Linked DNA regions of Mus musculus: region 2 is linked to region 1. A link is a contact called in public HiChIP or PLAC-seq data. All regions are on one chromosome and are shown on one strand. Each heading gives the region's core, a stretch centred on a gene start, on an enhancer-like site or on the middle of the called end of the contact. The rest is flanking DNA. Distances are from core to core; before and after follow the strand shown. Region 1 holds the start of C1qtnf6 (C1q and tumor necrosis factor related protein 6). Region 2 holds the start of Il2rb (interleukin 2 receptor, beta chain).

Region 1 (4,647 bases), core at 1,879-4,378:
CTCTGACATCGAAGTGACTCCAGGAAAGTCCCTCTCTTCTATTGGACACTAACTCGTGTCCTCACATTGGGTGGGGACACAGTGAGCAAAGATGGAGCCAGGATGTCAGTGGTGTGGCCCTGGCATTTATGGGTCCCCTCGCAGAGGTGGCACTAATTCTGTCACATCCGATGCTATATATCAAGGAACCACCGGTCATTGAGCTCTCCCAGGAGCTGGGGCCAGGTCCTCTCTCTGATGCCGCTGAGAGAAACCTCTATCCTGGTGGTGGCTGGTGACCCTGTGAGCCCACGTCTTTCTCCCATGACATCTCTCTTCACACTCCTGCTGGGGAGCCCCTTACGCTGTGAACATAAGTTTGCACTTCACCTTCCAGGAGCCCTGTGTACCTGCCATGCTCAGTCTGTCGACTGTGCCCCACACTTCACCCCAATACCCTCTGCCCACATTTTGGATTCCAGGGCCTTTCCCACTACCCACCCCATTAACCTGGGGAATCGGTTGGCTGCACATCATCTATTCCTTAGCTCCTTATACACCCTAGGTCCTGTGTACATGCAGATGGAAGGCAGACAGGGCCTAGGCAAGACCTGCCCTGTTTTCTTCTGTCCCTCCCTCCCCCCTCTCCCTCCCTTGCTCCCTCCCTCCCTTCGTCCTTTCTTCCCTCCCAATTTGGCCCACACCCTGCCCAGTGTGGTAACTCACCCTTTAGGATAGTAATGTTGATGTACGGCCTGACTTCAGGCAGGACATAAGGGGAAACAGGGGCCTGGACCGTATCATCAGAGGACATCAGGTCCTCGGGGTCACAGCATCGTCGACAGCCTTTGGGGAGATGGGAGGCCACAGATTCTCCAAAGGTAGTCTCCTCTGTGGGGACCCCAAACACAAGAGGAAGCAGGAATACTGCCCAGAGGAACCCCAGGCTGGCTATCCCCATGATGACCTGGAAGGAGAGACAGATAGATACATTTGTCTCAGCACCCCCAGATAACACTGCCATGGCAGACCCAGTGTTTCTAGGGGAGTAGGGAAGGACCTCTGGTAACAGAGTCTGGGGCCATCTGGGAAGCAAGCCTGGGGGAGGGCATTAGACTGGCCATCGAGCCTCCTGGTATCTGTCTACTGTGGCCACTGCCACATGGCCTGGGAAGGATGAAGGCCCCGTGGAGACCCTCAGATGGCACAAACCAGGTTCCCAGGCCTTCATTGGGGCACCAAGGAAGATGTCAGATATCCACATGGCTAGCCAGGGAAATGGAGAATGACTCTTTGACCCTCTCATCTCTAAAGGCTGTTTGCTGACCTCGGCTCCCACCACCTCTGGCAAGCACCATAGGAGATGTCAGGAGCTAGGGTCCCTGAGAGCATTGTAGATCCTGCAGGCCACTTCTGCACAGAAGCAAGAGGTCTCCCTCTTGAAGAACAAGGTGTCCCCTTTAGTACAGCATAAGGCTTATTAGCAGGGCTCATCCTTCTGGCATCTCTGTGTTGTTAACAACCCACTCTTGCCCAGGGGCCAAGTGATTCGAAGGTGGTTGTGTCAATCATGACAGGCCTACCAATCAGCCACTGAGGTGGTAAATTGAAATTAAGGGGGGTGAACAGAAAGCACCTGGACATTGAAAGGAATCAGAAATGGGAATGTTCCATCTCGGGCCTTGAATATGATGAGGTCTCCAGTTTCCAGACTAGGGCAGGAAGTAGGCCGGACACCAGAGGAGCTGGCTCGGTGGGCCGGAAGCCTGCAGTGGGCCCTTTGAGGTGGTGACAGGCTCGGGGGCTGGCACTACCCGATGATCACAGATCAGAAACTGCTATTGAAACCAGACTGGTTTTTACACCTCTTGGCGTCTCTTTGTTTATTTCCTTTTTGTTCCTCTTAACATTTAGTACAAATTCAAAAATATTTTTCTGTGGTTAATACAGGCTGAGAAGGTAAAATGATTACTTCTTGAAAGGCTATGAAGAGGGACTATGTTTTAAAGGGACAGAAGCTCAGAGCCTTCTCTCTAGGGATTGGGGTGACAACAGGAGGTGTCTTCATAGACACCCCCTTTCTGGAATGATCATACTGCTGGGGCCTGCTAGTTCTGCTCCACAGGCAGGGAATTCCCTCAGAGACCAACTCCACGCCTATTCTCAACTACAGGTCGCAGCAACACCCCCCCCCCACACACACACACACATACTTTATTCTGACCATAGATGTGCCCACCCTGTGAAGGAAATCCGAATAACTCACAAACACGTGACCTGGTGGTCATGTGACCTAGTGATTGCAGCTTAGCCCCTCTTTCATTCACACAAGCCGCCAACATGTCTTCCTTGCCAGGCAATATGGGCGACTTACACTCGGGGGAAACTGCCCAGTTTGTCAAAGACTTCAAAGTGCCCATTCCTTCCTCTTCCTGTATAGACCTCACTCTAGAGTCTATGGCTTGAAAGGCAAAGAACTTCCGGAGAGTCAGCATGGTTTGGAGACATTTTTGTTTCCTACCGGTCTGGTCCCTTGGGAGTCAGATGCTCAGAGACACAGAACTGGAGCTTTGGGGCAGGAAGCAGGAAGCAGGGCCCTCTCCCTAGAAACAGGACTAACTGCAGCTGGGATCCCTGGCTGGGTGCTAGGAGAGGGGCCAGGCAGTACCAAGTGTGGGGGTCACACCAACCATAGAGGGGTCTTGCCGGTCCCCACCACCTCACCTAAAATGCCAGAGCCTCTTGGTGGGAGGCTGGGCTACCGACCTTATCATCCAGATGGGCGGGGCTTAGTGGCTGGGGGTGGGTGGGTGGTGAGGAAGTCCCTGCAGGGGCAGGTAAACACCAGAAGCAGTGCAGGGTGGCCAGCAGTGCAGGGTGGCAGATCTTCCAAATGAGCTGGCTAGGCGAGAGGGAAAGAGCTATGTGCTTGCCAGAAAGAGGGGAACAGAGGAATCTCAGACTGTGACCCCAACCCCCATCCCAGTCAGAAGAAGAGAGGCCACCAGCCACTCACCCTCATCCTGCGGCCTCAAGCTCAACTCACAGACCCCGGACGGCCTCTGGCTCCTTGGCCCATGTCTGTGATGATAACTTGTTGCAGGCCCGACCCCTAGGCCTACGACTGAGCTAGGAGGGCGGAGGGATGGAGGGAGGGAGGGAGGGAGGAGGGAGCACGCTGAGCTGGCTTCCCAGTCCCCTCCTCCTGCTCCCGCCCCTCCAGCCTGGGGCTCTGCCTCGGAGGTACTGGGAGACTTGGATCTTTAACATCCTTGGGCATCTGTGGCCCTGGCCCAGCGCTGGGGACCTGTTTGAGTCAAATGCCCTGGGAGTTAGACAGGACGAGCATCAAGAGCCTAGAAAGACTCCGCCTGGAAATTGGAGGCTGCACGAGAGGGGGCGGGGCTCTGCATTACTCAGGAAAAGGGAGGCAGCCCGGATCTAGTCTGAGCCCAAGAGCCATCTGCCAAGAGCTACAGAGACTGAGTGGCATGAGCCACTGGTACCCATCCTCCATAGGTATAAATCCTGGTCCTAACACCCAGCAACATGGTCGAGCATTGCCTCTCCTGCCGGAGGTGTTCAGGGATTCTGCCCCTACCATTCATGCTGGACCAAAGATGGCTTATTCCTTCTTCCCCACCTGGAATCCTGCCTTCACTGACTCTCCTAAAGCCAGCTCCCTTACAGAAGTATAACCCCCAACATGTTCAAGGTGGAGCTGGGGGAGGCAGCCTGTGTGCCCTGGGACTAGGCAAAACCCTGCCTCAGTTTCCTCCTGGGCAAACTGGGGAATGTTTAGCAAAGACCACCGCCCTGGCTCCTAGCCCTGGTTTCCTGGAGGTCGGAAACCCTGTGCAATTCCTGTAAAATGTCCCTCACCCTTGGCGACCTGTTATTTCAGTTTTGCTGGATACCTCCTTGCCTGAGCTAGGTTTCACCTCTCTGGGGAACCTTGGTCCTCAAAAGTATTTAGATTTATTATTCCTAGCCCCACCTCCAGCCTCTCTCCAGGTTAGCAGCTAGAGGGTCTTGGCAGTGGTATTACTCTCTAGCCCACTGCTTAGGGGATAGATTTAGGTCTGGGACTTCAATAAAAAATAAAAAAGTATACCAGCCCTATTTCTTAGGGTCCTTGACAGGGCTGTCTCTGGGTTCAGGCTTCCTGGGCATTTAGGCAGACAATCCAACAGCAAGACTAGGCCTGGAACGAGCCTCAGAGATGATCTAATCCCATCCCTTAATCAGGGACATTGTGGCCCAGGGAGATCAAGCCTTTGGTACAAGGTCACATAGCAGAGCGAAATCCAAGTTGAGAGGACGCCAGATTCTTCTAGTCTGGTGCTGCCTCCCAAAATGACTTGGAGTTCTCAGGTCCAGTCAGGAATACATTGGCAGAAGAAAGCAGAGAGGGGGATGATAGCCCTATAAGGGCCACCACAAAGCTCACACTGGCATGGCTCTGTGTGGCCCTGCCGGAGCAGCATTCTTGAGGCACAGAGCCAGACCTGCAGAGAGGCTACCCGCTTCAAGCTGCAGCCACCAGAGCAAAGGGCTGAGTCAGCGGCCCCGGGGGTGGGAACAGCACCAGGCAGTCTCAGATCTCTGGGAAGAAGGCCGGGAAGATGGATGAAAGAAAAGATGGACGGTCAGGGAGAAGCAGGCGAA
Region 2 (4,241 bases), core at 86-2,585, 35 kb before region 1:
TGAAAAGGTCTGTCATCCCACAGACCCAGGCTGCTCTAACTGGGTCACCTGATTTCCAGTACAGTGGTGATGCTGACGGAGGAGGAGGGTCAGCCATGAGTGACAGTCGTGTCACACTCCCTGCGTCAGACTGACCCACACATGTCACAGAGAGGTCTCACAGCACAAGAGCAGGTTCTGTGACTGACTGCTCCTTCCCTATGGGAAGATCAGGGCCTAAAGCAGCCTGTTTCCCAGGATAAAGGTTCCAGTGCTGGGGCAGTCCAAGGCCTCACAGGTCTGTGAGGTACAGGGTCGACTGAGGGAGGACGGACGGCAAGCAAGAGCTTGTCTGTCAGATCTGGTGGCCTTTGACCTCAGAGATCCTTTCTCTGGCCACCTCTCCAGAGACACACACATTCACAAAGACACACACACACACACACACACACACACACACACCACTGTTCACCTCTTGCTGTTCAGTTCAGCTGAGGAGTGTGTGAAAGAAAGGGGACCTTCAAAGGTAGTTCTGCCTTCCTCAGCCACCCACCTTGGCCCTGAAGTACTGTAAACACAGCTAACGGTGGGAAGCTCCTACCTCAGGCAGCCTCGGAGACGGAGCCCCATGCCTGGCGATGTCCTTAACCTCTCTAGCCACTCGGTAATGTCAGAGACAAATCTAAGCTAGAACTCTACCTCTGACCTCCAGCCTAGGGCCCTCAGAAACCTGTCAATCAACATAGCTGACTGGACAGCCAGGTCCCAGGGGGAGATTCCTTCTCTCTTTCTCACTAAGGAGAATTCTCCAGGCTGAGATGAACTCCACAGGCGTCAGCGTTGAATCCCACCTGTCCCATACACGCCATGCCACCTCCCAATACTGACGAGCTACAAATCTTTTCCTCCACCCTTCTGGGCTAAGACATCCCCACACAGGATCCAGGGAAGTCCCTCCTAGCGAAAATGGCACACAGCTTCCCACAGAGTAGACTGGGAAGAAGCCACTGTGCCCTGACATTGGAAGGGGTTTATTCTTAAAGGAGAAACCATGACAGCCAGGCTACCCCCTTCCCCAGGGAATCCTAAGACAAGGTTAATCATCAAAGCCCAGATACAAACTACAAAGGGAACCAAGTTAGAGATGAGCGCCCCCTCCCAGCTCCCTGTCCCTTGGGAGGACCAGCAAGAGGTAGTGGGGTGCCCAGGGCTCCCAGGGGACCACACAGGGGCATCACCTGGCTGCAACATGGAGTTGTGTCGAGATGTTCCCTGCAGTCCTGCTGGAGGTTGGGTCCACGGCCATCTCCTGCTCCGCAGCTTAGGTAGCAGACAACAGCTAGGCCAGCAACAGACTGAAACCCAAGGCGAGCCCACTTCCTGTATAGAGGATGAGGGGCAAGGCCCAATGGGAGGTGGAGAGATGGGGGGTGATGAGGTAGCCTGAAACTCCACACACACCTAGCACTGATAAGATCTCCTCCTACGCCCAGGGGCAGCCACTGAATGTGGTGGCACACACGCTCACACAGTTACTGTGGTACAGGGACCTAGCTATGCACAGAACCTGAGGGGGCAGGCCCTTCTTTGCCTACTCTTCCCCGCTACATCTCACACATGCCACCCTAACACCATCGACTTCTGCTCACGCATGAGCACACACGCGCATGCACACACACACACACACACACACACACACACACACACACACATACATATGCTCACACCCTAACACCAAAGCCACCCACAGACACATCATCCCTCTAGGACCTAGAGTCTAGGTGTCCTCTTTGCTGATCTCCATTTTAGCCATCCCCCAGCCCCCGCTACATGCTGCCCTTTACTTCAGTCTCTGAGATGCCCTTTATTTAGGCTAGCATTCAAAGGTGACTGACTGGTTTTAAGGCTTGATAAGCAGTTTGATGGCCAATGAGTGGCCCTCCTATCACTTTCTTCCTTTCCGAGTTGTAAGTTCTAATCCTTCCTCTCTCGGTGAGATAGGGTGGCAGGGTTCAGTTCACGGCTTTTATTTTTAACAATGAAGTCACGAATTTCTCCGTAAATGAATGGGTGTTTATTTACATATTGTATCACAGGACCAGGGACTCCCCGTTTCTATCTCCCCTTCATCTTGGTTTTAATGCCAGGCTTGGGGAAATATGACAAGCTTCTGCCCTCTTGTGAAAAGAAGGGAGTTGTAAGAATTCTGTTCTCTGGACATAACAGCCATTACCATCTTCATCGGGGCAGCTGTAACTGCCACAAGAGAGCCACACGATTGGACCTGCTGATGTTCATCCCCTCACAAGAAGGGAAGAGAAGTAACAGGAACCCCTCCCCTGAGGTCCAGCTTTAGCGATGTGTAACTGAACTCAGGGGTACTTACACACTAGAGAGGATAGGTTAGCCAAAGAAGAAGTGACTCCATCTATACAACTATGGGGATGCCATCATCCATGCTCAGCTGTGACTTCCCAGTAACATAGTTGCTTGGGGGGGTGGTCACCCAAACTGATGTAAGCAACCCCTTACTCCATAAATGTGCACAAGAAACTCACTAGCTCACCAAGCTAGACTTCAGTGGAGCTGTTTCTTGCTCTGTCGTTGGTGCCCTGTCTGGGATATGGAGGGACGTATGCACACACACAAAATCCCCAGGACTCTGGGGATGCTGGAGAGTGAAATCAAGAACCCTAAAAAGAGAATTGAGACAAGCCAGGAAAGGAGGTATGTGGGCTGCCATTGCTAGGGAGAGTCACCCCGGCTGTGTGACCTGGACTTGCTGAACTTCAGTTCACAAATCTGTAAAATGGGATTACTATTTTAGTTTCATTGAGGTGACAAAATTCCCAGGCAAAATCAGCTTAAAGGAGGAAAGATTTCTTGTGGCTTTTGGGTGGCCCGGCCCCTGGTGTCTTAGATCTGCCACAGTGAAACACCATGATAAGAGAACAAAGCTGCTCCCTGACTTGTCAAGCAGGAAGTGGGGAAAGGGGAGAAGGCTGAGGACAGGATATGTGTCCAAGGCATGTTCCCAGAGACCTACCTCCTCCAACTACTTCCCACCTCCTATCAGCCCACCAAGCTACAGACTCATCCCTGGACCCATGGCATCCGCATGGCCGCATCCTTATAGCTATATCAGGGCTCCAGACTTCCTGCAGAGGAGCTGTCTGGGGTAGGGTGGGAGAACCTCATAGACAGACTGGAATAGGGTCTTATCAGTTCTTGCCTGAGCCTGGGGTGAGGACTGACACACAGGAAGGTATCCATGAAGACTTGGGATAAAAGCCAGTTCTCCTTGACAGGGCGTGAATGTGCCCCTAAATGTTCATGCATTAGAAATCCAAGCCCCCTAAATTCTTATATTGATTGTCTGTGAGAGCAGAAATCTCAGAGGCCATTAGGGTGGGGGTGAAGGCATGAAGGTGGCTTCCTACAATGGCACTGATGTGGAAGAGAAACAGGAGCCAACATGGCGCTCCCTCCAGCCATGTGACGCCTTTGACCTGTGCTGAGGCAGAAGGAAGGCCTTACCCACTACCTCTGCCAACACTCAGGAAGCTCCACAGCTGTGGGCCCAGCAAGCTCCAACTCTCTGACATACTGAGGCCCAGCCACAGAAAATGGCTAACGACTCTCTCTTGTCCCACCCCCCTCCTCCCCTGGAAGATTCTTTAATAACAGTAGAAGGCAAGAGACATATCCATGGTGACGGGGAGATTGACAGGCCAGGTTTCCCAAGCATAGAATACTTCTGGAAGCTTCTCGGGAAGCCGTGATGAGCGGCTCTTGGCTTTGCATGCAGACCTGGGACTTAGCCTTTCCCTCCAGATAAATGGAACCATTTTATTAAAGCACATGTAAAGTCAAAAGGAATAATTGTCCCTGGGCAGAGTTAGGAGCCACAGGTCCAGTGCCATCATAGCTTAGTCTGTGGGGACGACCCTGACCAGTCTCGCTGATGCAGTTCAGGCCCCTCCCCACTCCTCCATCTTCCCCTCGCCCCTTCCTTCAGCCAGCAAGAACCTATTAAGCAGCCAGGCCAGGGGCGGAGAGAAGCATAGTCTTTACCCTTTACTCAGAGTCTCTGACCTGTGAGACATAGTAGGGGCCCACAGAGGCATGAGGGAAAAGGTGGGCTCGTGCTCCCTACACCCTGCCTGGCCTCCTCCCTAGGCTCCATTCCCAGCCATCCTTGTGGGGAGGTGGAACCTAGGACCCAGAACAGCCAGTGGAGTGGGAGATGAATGGCTTTGTCT

Evidence for each region. HiChIP or PLAC-seq counts read pairs in DNA pulled down with a chosen protein or histone mark.
Region 2: a contact with region 1 is called in an H3K27ac HiChIP or PLAC-seq map of CD8 T cells, with 26 times the contacts expected there. The contact joins the promoter of Il2rb here to the promoter of C1qtnf6 in region 1. A contact is called at or near these places in 2 of 39 promoter capture datasets (HPC-7-derived erythroid cells and frontonasal cranial neural crest), 3 of 15 datasets of contacts at CTCF or cohesin (CD8 T cells, the NIH/3T3 cell line and stem cell-derived epiblast-like cells), 16 of 484 Hi-C or Micro-C datasets (B cells, CD8 T cells, the N1E-115 cell line and 8 more), 13 of 115 datasets of contacts at active chromatin or transcription factors (CD8 T cells, Th17 cells, effector CD8 T cells and 6 more) and 4 of 9 other capture datasets (adipose tissue, liver, macrophages and 1 more).

Annotation. Positions count from the first base shown.
Region 1 is chr15:78,526,523-78,531,169 of GRCm38.p6, forward strand. C1qtnf6 (C1q and tumor necrosis factor related protein 6) reads right to left here and starts at 3,129. Exons shown (of 3, transcript NM_028331.5): 1 at 2,996-3,129; 2 at 706-946. The coding sequence starts at 3,001.
Region 2 is chr15:78,493,731-78,497,971 of GRCm38.p6, forward strand. Il2rb (interleukin 2 receptor, beta chain) reads right to left here and starts at 1,336. Exons shown (of 10, transcript NM_008368.4): 1 at 1,218-1,336.